Regions from separate parts of the Cricetulus griseus genome. Here region 1 is linked to region 2. The links are chromatin contacts, called in public Hi-C maps. All regions are on one chromosome and are shown on one strand. The core of a region is the stretch at or near the end of the contact, and the rest is flanking DNA. Distances in the headings are between cores, read along the strand shown.

What was found. A called contact is a pair of places that touch in the nucleus more often than the background predicts.
Region 1: a Hi-C map of the CHO-K1 cell line shows a contact between it and region 2, with 11 times the contacts expected there. The contact joins the enhancer-like site here to the promoter of Sh3pxd2a in region 2. A contact is called at or near these places in 2 of 8 Hi-C or Micro-C datasets (both in the CHO-K1 cell line).

Annotation. Positions count from the first base shown.
Region 1 is chr3:14,249,424-14,255,783 of CriGri-PICRH-1.0, forward strand. The region is part of intron 8 of Sh3pxd2a (SH3 and PX domain-containing protein 2A); the gene reads left to right. Among named protein-coding and RNA genes, the nearest start is that of Neurl1, 120 kb to the right of the region's middle. Within about 2 kb of position 3,673, at least 1 of the 6 cell types and tissues checked has open chromatin away from gene starts, as enhancers often do. A contact at or near this core is called in the CHO-K1 cell line, where this site is marked.
Region 2 is chr3:14,079,761-14,086,011 of CriGri-PICRH-1.0, forward strand. It overlaps Sh3pxd2a (SH3 and PX domain-containing protein 2A), which reads left to right and starts at 3,564. Exons shown (of 14, transcript XM_027407080.2): 1 at 3,564-4,092. The coding sequence starts at 4,021. LOC118238522 (a long non-coding RNA gene) reads left to right here and starts at 348. Exons shown (of 3, transcript XR_004768965.1): 1 at 348-1,016; 2 at 1,105-1,889; 3 at 3,259-3,375.

The DNA of each region.
Region 1 (6,360 bases), core at 2,423-4,922, 170 kb after region 2:
CGTGGTGAGTGGCCTCCGGGCCTCCCTGAACTCTGCGCTTCCATTCCTGTGAGGGGAGAGGCCCAAGTAGAAATATTCCAGTTGAGTTCACCAGAAGGTTGTGGGGGCTTCAGCTCTAAATGGACGGGAGTGTCTACCTCCTGCATGGCCTAGGGCCAATTAGACAGCCAACACTAACAGTCTGTACTTCAGTTCCCTGTGGCAGATCCCCCTGGGTGAGAGAGGTGCTGTCCCTTACTGCCCAGTATTGGTGAACTAGAAGAAAATTTCCATTCTAACCAGACAGAGGTACTGGGCTAGAGTGATGGGGGCTGAGGAGAGCCAATGCAGCACCCCCAGTAGCTGAGCTTGAGAGATTTGGGGCATATGTAAAGAGGACAGGGTAGCTGCCGAGATCCGAGACAGGGGAAGTCTGTGCCCGCTCTCATTGTGTTGTATTCTCAATAGGCACTTCCAAAGCCCCTTCTCCGTCCAAAATACCTGAGCCAGGCTGGGGGCACCCACAAGATGCCAAACTGAGCAGCAAGATGCTGTCCTCAGAGGTCTCTTGCTCTAGCTGGGGACGTGGTCAATTCAAACCTCAGGTCAGAGTGCAGGAGCTGCGCAAGGGAGGAAACCAGGGTGCCAGCTGGTGGGGTGTCATAGAACTTCATGGAGGGAGTGACTTGAAGGACAGGGCCTGAACACAGTGAGGAATCAGGGAAACCACACACGTGGGACTCTTGAGTCCCATAGAGTCAAAAAGAACAAGATAGAAAGTCTTTCCCCCAAGGGCCCATGAAATGTGAGCGCTCGTTCCCACACTGCTGAGTAGCCAGCCTGGGGGCCAGCAAGCCTGGGGCCAGTGTGCAGCTAGCTATCTGTTCCTGGCTCCTTGTCTGTAAAATTGGGATGGAAGTTGAATCCCATGTGGCTATAAAGAAAATCACCAAGTGGCAGTTACTTCCCATCCTTTTTCTCTGACAGGCAGGGGTAGGCAACCTTCGAATCCCTGGCAGTATCCAGGGTTTACTGGATCCCTGAACTTGCCCGCATCCTCCAGCAACCTAGAGACTTTCCAAAGAAAGTTTCCTGCCTATTACCTTAGAGCAGCCCTTGGGTAAGGAGGGCAGGTGGTCTGTTCCCATTTTGCAGGAAAGACGTAGTTTGTTGGCAGTCAGTGTTTCCCAAAGGGTAGTTTGTACATGTGTGCTGCTGGACACCTGCTGAATAAGAGCTCTTTGCCCCTCCCTTTCCTTCACCCCACATTGGGTCCGGGAGAAGGTGTGTCCTGGGGCTGCTGGAGTGTCAGTATATTGCTCGGTAGCCTTTAAGAGAGAACTCCCATCTAATCGGGTATCTTGCTGAACTTCAAGACATTGCTGTATGCATTTTTCCAGTTATCATGTATCTGGGATGGTGGTTTTCCAGTCAGTGTATGGTACAGGAAAACATCTTTCTGAAAAGCATGTCTGCATTTTCTCTGGTTGTCAGCTTTAGCAAGCACTAGGACAGGTGTTGCTCAGATAACTCGATGGTCTGGCTGTTTGAGGGCTTGGGGAACTGCAGGGTTTAAAGCACCCCAAGTGAGACACTCTCTCCTGGGCACCCTCCCTGCCCCATCGCATACTAAGATGACACCAGTGGCTCCTAGTTTCCAACTGGGAAAGGAGCCTGGAAAAGCATGGGCATTGGTGGTTGCTGCCCCCCATACCATGCACATGGGCATTGGTGGTGGCCACGCCCCACACCATGCGGAGGAATCCACGCTGTCAGAAGGCTGCTGACGTCAGGCGGTACAGAACTTTTGCAAGCCCTTTATTTAAAATTCCCCAGAAATTAAATAAGGAGGGTTTGGAGGGAGGGATGCCCTCAACAAATTGCAGAGTGGGTTTGTTTTGTTTATGGAGACAGTCCTTAAAGGGCAATTGCCCCCGTTTTATTTTTGCTCAATTGAAGAGGGGCTGGCCTCAGCTGGGAGGGAGGGTTACAGCTCTTAGTAGAAACCTATGCAATTCTGAGGCCAGGAAACTTGTATTTCATATACATAGGCATCCATGTGTCCTTCTTAGGTACTGGAAAGAGCACTTGGCGTTCTCCCAGAGGACCCGAGCCCACGTTCCCAGCACATATGTCAGATGGCTCACAAGCATTGTAACTCCAGTTCCAGGGTCTCTGACACCCCATCAGGCCTCCGAAGGCACCAGCATGCACACCCACACAGACCCACACTCAGAAAATCTTAAAAAAAAAACAAAGAAAATCTGAAATTACCAGACAGTCTGGGGACTAGATCAGTAGTAGATGACTAAATGAGATCGTAGACTCAGTTCCCAGCACTGCCCCCCAATATTAACAACCACAGGGTACCCACAGCCTCAGCTCCACACTGCCAAAACAAAGTCAGTCATGTTGCTAGGCAGTTAAGTTTTCTTTCTCCCCCTGCTCCTCTACCCTTTCCCCCTCACAAGTGCCTTGCCCGTCGGCCTCTTCCTCCAGCTACACTGACAAGCAGCTACCAACTCTGATGTGGGGTGTGCTCCCTGAAACCATCACCCCTCCCCCACAGCAAGGTCCTTGCAGTGGTCTTGGCAGTACAGGGAAACTATCTGCAGCACAGGCCCCTTTCTGTCCTGTGGTTTGATGTCCTGCAATGGCTGAGTCTGTCTCCAGGTCGAGTGACGAGTGAACAGGATACAGCCACTCTCTCAGCTGTAGCAGAGCTCAAGTTCACTTCCCCGGGTTGGGGCTGGTGACCCTAGTTGATTATTCATAGTGGAGGGAGGTTTCTTCCTTGAAGTTGGAAATAAAAGGATGGGTTACTTTAAATACAGCCATGCCACTCTGAACACTGTTAGGAATGAATCATGTGGTCCCCGCAAGGTTAGGACAGGGTTGAAGAATTCCCTATCTCCTAGTGATACCAGAGCTGTTGCGATGTCAGAGTGGAAAGCAGAGCCCATGTTTGCTGATGTAAACAACCCTGTGCTGCTGTAATCCCCTCATCCAGGAGGCAGAGGCAGGTGGGTCACAAAGTCAAGGACAGCCCGAGTCACATACTGAGAGTGTCTTAAAGGAACAAAAAAAACTAACCGTTTTAGTATTTATTTAATGCAGGGTCTCACTATGAACCCCAACTGACCTTGAACTCACAGAGATCCGCCTGCCTCAGCCCTCCTGGTACAGTTATTAAAAGTGTTCGTCACCGTGCCTGGCTCAACAATTTAAGCTTCAGTGTCTATCATGTAAAGATGTTATACACACAGTTATGCTCAGTATATAGTATGTGATAATGATTGTTACTAACATATATTGACTATACTGTAGTTTTCTAACATCGTTTTAGTATATAGTTCTATTTATATAGTTAAAAGAAATTTGCTCTAGCACAGTCTGCTATGTTATACTGTAAAGTGGTCTCATACACTCTACATTTATGGCATCTCCTGATTATTTCATAAGACCCCTTCAGGTAACTGAGCTAAACCACCTAGGTGTATGTTCTGAGTATATTCTCCGCTGTTCATACAACAGTGAAGTCTTAATACATTTTTCAGAATGTGCCCCCACTGCTAGGTGGCATGTGTCTTTGCGTGACGCAAGCTGCAGAATACATAGTTGTGGCATGTGGTAAGGATGTGGCTGTGTGTGGGGATATCTGAGGTTTGAAAAATGCTGATCCTGAGTCACTATTACCTGGCAAAACTCTTGGGTGTGGATCTCGTACTGTGGTCTGTGTGTTCCTGCCTCACCCTGTCACACGGCTGAGAGGAGATGTAACTGGGAGGTGGGGCTGAAGGGGCAAAAGCCACCCCTGTGAATATTTTGCGACTGGGTTGCTTGAAAACATCAGTGGAGTGGAGAAGAGTCGACAAATGACTGGTTTCGTCTGTGAGAGTTTGGGGAGCGGGGTGTAGAAACATCAGGGCTGGTGAAATGCTCCTACCTACTCAGCAGGTAAAGGTTCTTGCCGCCTAAGCCTGGGAACCAGAGTTGGAGCCCCAGAGCCCATGTAAAGGTGGAGAGCAGTTGGTGTGGTCTCCACTGTAAAGGAGTGGATGGCTGGAGAGGTTTGAAGGAGGACTGGACAGAAGTTGCACCGAGTCAGACCGGGTGTGAGTCCTGCTGCAGCCCAGGTATCTGTGCACTGTGCGTGTCTCTCAGTCCTAAGGCAGCCTGGGATTTCAGACTGGGAGGCAGGCCTTCCCTTCTGTTGCCAGTCCCACTCGGTTCCAGTGCCCTCAGTTTCTGCCTAAGGTTTTGTTCCGTTTTTGTTGTTTTGAGATGGGGTCACACAGACCCTAGAGTGAACTTAAACTATCTCTGTAGCTGAGGTAGAGCTTGACCTTCTGATCTTCTCCACCTCCATGTGCTGGGATCCCAGATGTGTTCCTCTCTGCCTGGTTTATCCTGGGGATTGAGCCTAGAGTGCCATGGACGCCAAGAAGCATTCTACCAATTTGGCTATGCCCTCAGCCCTTGACATAACAAAATGTTTATTCTTACTATTTTTAATTATGTGGGCAGGGCATCTTTGTATGAGTGTGCACACTTGTGTACAGGTAGCTGCAGAGGCTGAAAGCATCTGCTGTCCTGTAGCTGGAGTTAGAGACCGTTCTGAGCTGCCCACCCCAGGCGCTAGGAACTCAGATCTTCTGCAAGAGCAGCATATACTCTCAACTGCCGAGCCACGTCCCCAAACTAGCATCCTCCATTCTCCATCAGGTCCAAAGAGCAGATGGTCCCTGTATCAAGATGTGCCTTTTCATCTCTCCATTTGATACTTAGCATCTTGCCAGATTTTGACCTGTCACTACTATCTACTTAGAAGCCCCCTCTGGCTTCTGGTCCTGGCACAACTTCTTCTGAATTAAATGGTGCCACCAACACAGCATGTATGTCCTCACCCTGTGATAATTGAAACATCCAGCAGGACAGGCTCCTATTGGCCCTGTATAGATGTGCTGGCCAGCAGCTGGGCTCCTGCAGTCCTGCAGCCAGCCCCAGAGGCTGGGGGAATCACACAAACTCAAGGGCCCACAAGTCTGGGCTTTAGCACATCCCAACCAGTCGGGTTAGCGGGTCACTTGGCTGTCAGAACCCCCTACCTTCTTCTGTTCTGTCCAGAATAGTTGGTTAGTCTGTAGAACTCCATCCTGTGCCTAGTGAGCACCCATGGGGAGCACAACTTGGGAGGATCCCTGGGGAATCTGTGTTGCCAATTCCATGGCCATCATTGAAGTCATCGACTTCTGCTCTGGCCTCCTTCTTGGGAAGCTGGGGCCTTGCTCATTCTGTGTCCCCTAAGCCTTGCTCCTATTTCAGCATCTTGAGACTCCTGATGGTGATGGTTAAAACCTTTGCCAGTGTTGACAGGACCCTCCCCAAAGCCAGCCCTGACAGCATTTGTAGGCACCCAACAGTGCTGCTCCCCTCCCTGGGTCCACCTGTCCCCCACTAGCCAGGGAGCATGTCAGTCCAGCACCCACTCCTGGGAGTGGACAGAAGGGCCATAGGTCCCTGTCCTCTGCCCAGAAAGACAGAGACTTCTCTCCTTGTCAGGAATGGTAGGAAACTTGTCCTTTTTGGTACCCTCATCATTTTTTTAAGAGTTCTGTGGCTGGGAATATAACATCGAGCCTTGAGTCTAAGCAGCCTGTACCTATCTTTTTGTAGTTTCTCCTCCATCATCTTCAAATGTCTCCCTCCCACAACCACTTTGTCCTACAGTCCATACCCTTTACCATTTTATTAAACTTGACCCCACTGGATCATAGACCTTTCTGAGCCACCTCCTGTTTGGGAGATGCAGAGGTGGACAGGAAACGGTGTCTGTCTGCCTGTCTGTCTCCCTTCTCTCCTCCCCTCATCCCGAGTGTCACCAGCACGAGCCCTGCCTCCTCCACTCTGCCCTTGCTCATGCTCCCACAGACTGCCCCCCCTGCCCCCTCAGACTGTCTCTTCCACTCCTGAAAGGCCTTATCTGCTGGTCAGCTCAAGTCTCCTGTGTGAATTCTCCCTTCGCTCCAGATCTGATCCCTGGGTATCTGGGTATCTCTGGTTTTTTGCATCAGCCACAGACACATGCAGGGTATGGGTGACTGGGCCTCTGGTACCCTGCTGCCCTGCGGCTTCTACCCAAGTCCAGTGCCATCTCTTACTCTCCGATGCCCACCTCCACCTCTGCCTGGCCCTAAATCTTGCCAGATCTACATATTTTTTTTCTTTTCCCTCCCTCTCTTCCTCTTTTCCTTCCTTTCTTCCTCCCCGGGGGTCTCATGTAGCCCAGGCTGGCTTCAAACTCATTATGCAGCAAAGGATGACCTTGAACTTCTGGTTCTCCTGCCTCTGCCCGCTAGTGCTAGGGTTACAGGCGAGCAT
Region 2 (6,251 bases), core at 2,314-4,813:
CAATATAGGACTCTCAGCTACTACTTTAGCACTATATCTGCTGTGCACCCTGACCATGGTGATAATGGACTAAACCTGTGAAACTGTAAAGCAAGCCACCCCAATTAAATGATTTCACTTGTAAGAGTTGCCATGGTCATGGTGTCTCTTCACAGCAATAGAAACCCTAAGATAGAAACCAAGAATGATTAGGAACTACCATTACACTCCTAAGTTGGAAGAAGGAATGATACTGTGCCTTTACTTAGGGCTTAATAGTTTTCTACACTTTCCTGTATGGGTTTTTTTTTTTTTTTTTTTTTTTTTTTCAGCCTGAAGAGCCTCCCAGGGGGAGGAGATGGGATGAGCCTTGCATGGAGGACCATGCAGCACATACAGTCCCCGTCACTATCCAGTCTTCGCTGGAGTCCAGGCAATTTCTGGTGCTTGTATAAGTGGAGAATTGGAAGTAAGGATTCTCTAGGTGTTAGGACATGTGCCCAGTGTGCTGTGTGGATGAGTGCAAATGAACTCACTGTGCTGTGAATAGGCACCAGGGGATGGGAGAGAGTTGGTCTAGGATTAACTAGATCTTAGTATCAGGGACTCACTTCGTTTCACTTGGCCTCAGTTTGCCTCTCTAAAATTAGATGAATAATCCCTTCCAGCTAGAAAATTCTTTGATTCTGCGCATACAGTTCTCTGTCTTTGAAAAATCAGATTTTGAGCTACAAGTCTGCATCTTTATTTCAGCCAATCTTCCCATTATTTATCCTCAACTTTTTCCTTTTTCATTTTTACACCCACAGTTTCTCATTTGAGCTCACACAGTATTCTTGGGTTGGACTCACACCTACCAGTTTGTAGGTGAAGGCAACAAAACTGGGGATTGTCTCACCTCCATCTCTGCCTTTGAGCTGACATTCCCAACACAGGCCACCCTGTTACCTACTGCAGCACCAGACACTGCATTTCTGCTGAAGTCTGATAGTTTAGAGGGAGTGTCAGTTATACAGGAGGCCCTCGGTAAACCTGAGGTAAGCAGAAAGGAATTCTGGGAACACTGGTGGAAAGAAGGAAGTGCAGCCTGCCCCACTTCACACTTAAAGATCTTTTCTCCTGCAGGTGTGAATAGCCTCTGTCCATCTTGACATCTTTGTGTTGGAGAGGAGAGGTGATGTTCAGTTTTTTTTTCTTCTAATTGAGATAATTCAGAAACATAGGGAAGAACCAAATGCATGTCTAAGTTGTACTTAAAGACCCCAATTTGAGAGATGTCAGGTGGTCTGGAGTTTCTTAGGCAGGCAAAGGCTGTTGGTGGGCAGGTAACCCCAAGTTGCCTGGTCAGAGGCAGCGTTGAATCACCTCTCCCAAGACTTCTTGTGGTTGGTGTTCTGTTCAATGCAGTTAGGGGGCCCAGGAGCAGCAGTCTAGGTGGGAACAGGCTGGTGCTGTTTTGGCTGAACTAACTGCTCTGATTTCAAGGGGGGTCCACCACAAACTGAGCCTGCTCCTTCATTTTCCCTGCCAAAGCCAAGCACCTTCGCTCACCAGGAGCTTATCAGGATGAATTAGCATGTCTGGAAGCTGGGCCAGCCACAGAGGAGGAGTGATGAGTGCTACTGTGGAGCAGCTATCCTGCAGCTCGGCTGCCTTGACACAGTATCAAAGAGGACTTGAGGCGGGGCTGGCACCCTCCTGCCTGCCATGGCTCAGGGCTGAGCTTAGCTTCTGGGTAAAGCTTTGGAGAACCATCCTTGTTCAAGAAGACAGACCCAGCTCTATGAGGGAGCGCCTTCTAGCCTTCTACCAGCACCAACAAGGATTTCCCAGCACCATCTCCAAGATAGAGAAGTCTGTCCCTGACGTCAAGACTCTTGCACCCATCTGTTTTGTGAGTATACCTATGTGTAAGTGTCTATGTACACTTGCATGTATGTGCTGTGTGCACACACACTCATAGGCCAGAGGAAGATGGCTGATATCCACTCTCCACCTTATTCCCTGGAGACAGGATCTCTCACTGAATCAGGAACTTACTGTTTCTGTGGCTAGGCTGGCTGGCCAACAAGCCCCTGGAATCCCGTCTCTGTCCCACATAATGCTAGGGTCACAGGCTCATGTCCACACCTGGCCTTTACCTTAGTACTGGGCTTTTTTTTTTTTTTTTTTTTTTTGAGACAGGTTTCTCTGTATTGTTTTGGAGCCTGACCTGGCACTCACTCTGTAGACCAGGCTGGCCTGGAACTCACAGAGATCCATCTGCCTCTGCCTCCTGAGTGCTAGAATTAAAGGCGTGTGCCACCACAGCTCCACAAAGATTTTTAAAGTTTTGTGTTTTGCCTGCATGCACCTACGGGAGGAGGTCAGAAGAGGGCGTCTGATCCCCTGGAACTGGAGTTATAGATGGTAGCGGATGCTGGGAATGGAACCCGGGTCCTCCATAAATGCAGCAAGCGCTCTCACCCAGTGAATCACCTTCCTGGCTCCATCCTGAATCTGTCTTCGGGTCTTTGATGTGCAATGGTTCACTCTCTTTATGTCCCTCCTCAAGCTGAATTATGCTGGGTACTTTGTGCTAAGCAAATGCACAACAAAGTCTCAGAACCGCCCGAGTTTCTGACAAGGCAATTTTTTTTAGAAAAGCACAAAATCCTTTGCCCTCATTTCGGATGCTTCCCATTGGTCCCCAGGCACAAAACATTACTGTATTGTGAAACAATTGGATTCGTTATGAAAACACCTACTCCTTTAAGTATTTGAAAGTAGAATGGAAAAAAAAATGATGAAACCGGGGGGGGGGGGGATATGTTGGATTAAGTAAAAGTACTCAAAGACCACAGATGGGCAAGCGACTTGAAAAGCGGGTTTCCTGGACCAGACGGATAGTGAGGAAACTAGAGTCTGGAGCTAATGGAGATCTGGCCCCCAACACAGTGTATTTTTCCCACCATTGTGTGCTCCCTTCCCGGTTGCCAGCCCTGGGAGAGTCCCAGGGGAGCCCGGACTTAAGGCTAAAGTGGTGTTTGAAACTTTGTCATTGGTAAACGATGTCGCAGGTTAGTTACACAGGCCCTGACCATCGATCAGGGCAGCAGCAGCAGATCAATAGATCCCATTTCCGGGGAGAATTCACCCGTGGTGACCTGCAGGGGGGCAGGTGGTTCATCAGAAGAAGGCTGGCTTGAAAGATTTAATGCTGGTCTCTCCTCCCTCCCGGTCTCCATTTGGAGCTGCAGACAGTAACAGGCCGGTAATAAACTACTTTTCCTTAAACAGATCTGGGGAGATGGCCGTGGTACAAGGGACAGAAAGGTGACCACAGATCCTCTGGGAGACGGAAAGCCAGGATGGGGGCGCACTGGGCTCACTCGCCCTGAGCCTCCTCCCTCCAAAGCTAGCTTGAGTTTGGGTGCTGAACAGAGTAGCCCTTCCAGGCCTCGCAGGGCTGCAGCCCCTCGCCGTCCGCCCGAGCCCCTCCCCCGGCCCGGAGCCCCTCCCCGCGCTTCCCCTTGCCGCGCTCCTCTCCCCTCCCTTCCCCTCCCTCCCCTTCCCTGCCCGCCCGGCCTCCGCCTCCTGCGCCCACAGCGTCCGCCAGCGCCGAGCCCCCAGGAGCCCGATCGCGGCCCAGGGGCGCCGCCGGCCCCTCCCCGGCGCGCTGACAGCAGGCCCGGCCCCCGCCCCGTGCCCTCGCCGTGGGACACACCCCCAGCCTCCCCTGCGCCGCCAGTTCCCGCCGGCCCACCGGGCGGCAGAGCGAGCGGGCCGGCGATCGGAGCAGCGAGCGCGGCGGCGCGGGAGGGAAGGGGCGCGCGGCAGGCCCACGGGAGCCGCCTGGGGCGCACCGAGCCCCCGTGCCTTCCAGAACAGTCGCATGCCCGGGAGCCGCGGCTGTGGGCGCGGGGAGCCCGGGCGGCGAACTGCGCGTGGGGCAGGAGTGGCGTGGAGCCGCGGGGACCCGGGCAACCGGAGAAGGAGCTGGAACCCGGCCGGGATGAGAAGGTGACGCCGCCGGGGGGCGCCACTCGCTTTGTGGGGAAGATGCTCGCCTACTGCGTGCAAGATGCCACCGTGGTGGACGTGGAGAAGCGGAGGAGCCCCTCTAAGCACTATGTGAGTACTGCTCCCCCTAACCCCGGCTGGGGGCTGGCCAGGGCCGGGGGTGGCTCCTCGACTTTTGTTACTATTAAGTCCCAGAGATTCGTGACTCCAGAGGCCGCCCTTGGATCCAGACTCTGTTCGCAGGGCTGCGATCTCTAGGGAAACCTTTTCTGTCCTTCTTCCACTCCCGTGTCCCGGCTTTCTTTTTTTGGCATTGCAATTGGCAAGTGGCTGCCCTTGTCTGTTTCAACGGTGAAGTCATGTGTCCGCCCGCCGCTTGGATGGATGGTGGGGGACGCTTTCGTCAGCCTCTTGCGGAGCAGTTCCTTTGGGAAAGAGCATTTTCGCCGCGCTCCCTAGGGGCGCGGGGCGCTCACGCTCGCTCTGCCCGGGATGCTTTTAGTTGCTTTGAGATCCACGCTTCGCTTTCTGCCTTCCACGTTTGCTGCTCCGCCAGCATCGGCTGGGGTCTGGGGACAGAGGAAGCGCTTTGCCCCCTGCCCCCTCCACTCTTCGCTTCGAGCTTTGATTTCCTCCTTAAAACCATTGTATCCCGCGGTGTGAGGAGAACTGTGGCGTTTCCTTTTATCCCTCCTCTGGACGTGACCCTTCGCCGGGGTCATTTCCTCGTAAGTGATGCTCTGTCTCCAGACACGAGTAGGCAAATGTGGTCTGTGGTCTCCGAGGCACGGTTGACTGCCCCGCCGCCCCTCCCCCTTCCTTACCCAAACTTAATGAGAAGAGGCTACGGTTGACCGGCGGGGTTTCAGGGTGTGTGACAGTCCCCCTTTCATCTCAGCCGGCCCTGTCTTCCAATCCTTCACACCTTTGGAAGTAAACACCGTGTCCTTGCTGCCTGAGGATGGCTTGATGAGCTCTGCTCCTGCACTTGAGATAGGAGACTCACAGTACAGCACCCAAGGCACAGAAGACATGGGGACAGTAGGGCAGCCTCCTAGTTGCAAATTAGGCATTTAAAGGAGCATTTCGAATGCTCAAAGCGTTCATTTTAACAATTAAAACAGGCTGTTGGTTGCTGCCCTAGATTGCACGTTGGTCTCTGAAGTGCCTTTTATTTCCCTATTGGAAGGAGGCTGGCTGGGTTTGCGGTGTAATACCAGCCCGGGGCGACTCTTTCTGCCTGGATCACAGCAGTCTGAAAAGACAGCGTTCTCTACAATTGACTGGTGGGGCTGGACTCAGGTTGGGAAGAAGTAGAGTGACAGACAGGGAGGTGGACCTGTGGGGGGCATTTCCTGACACACGGTCAGGGATCCTCTCCAGTCATGTCATCTGCTGTTGAAAGCTTCTCCTGCCATTACAAAAAGCAAACCAAACCAAAGACTGCTTTAGAGGCTGAGGAGGTGGCTTTGTGGGACAGCCTTTGACCTGCAAGTTTGAGGCACTTCTATCCCCAGTCCTATAAAAAAAAGGGGGGGGGAACTTTTTGGGTTTTCTTGGGTCACCAGGTGGTCACCCCGCTCCAGGATGAAGAATGATGCCAACTTGCTTGCCCTCGTTTTGGGGGGCACTGTGTGCTGTTTTAAGGATCCCCCACACACACCTTCAGTTGGGGCCCCCGCTGCTTTCAGCAGTTGCAGTCTTCGCCCTGAGACCCCAGCAGGTGCTTTTCCAGCTCTGGATTTTACACGAAACATCAGCTATGCAGCTATGCCCGAGATTACAGTGCACTCACACTGACAACAAACTAGCAGCTACAGGACCAAGACCTGCTACTGGCTATTGGCGGTATTGAAAGTCAGGGCGGGCTTCTGTTCGCTCTCCTTAAAAGGCTGGCCCACCTGCTAGCAAGTTGTGCACAATGTTGCACGTCTTTAAAACTTCATGGACCTCAGTTTCCCTGCTTTGCAAGCAAAATTTATTTTATTTATTTATTTATTTATTTATTTATTTATTTATTTTTGAGATAGAGTTTCTCGGTGAAACAGTCCTGGCTGTCCTGGAACTCACTCTGCAGACCAGGCTGGCCTTGAACTCACAGAGACCCACCTGCCTCTGCCTCCTGAGTGCTGGAATTAAAGGTGTGCGCCACCACCACCCAGCGAAAAACAAATTTTAATTATTTTATAGGTATGAGTGTTTTGCTTGCATGTATGTCTAGGCGCCACTTGCATGAAGTAACTGCAGAAAGCCAGGATCCCCTGGATCTG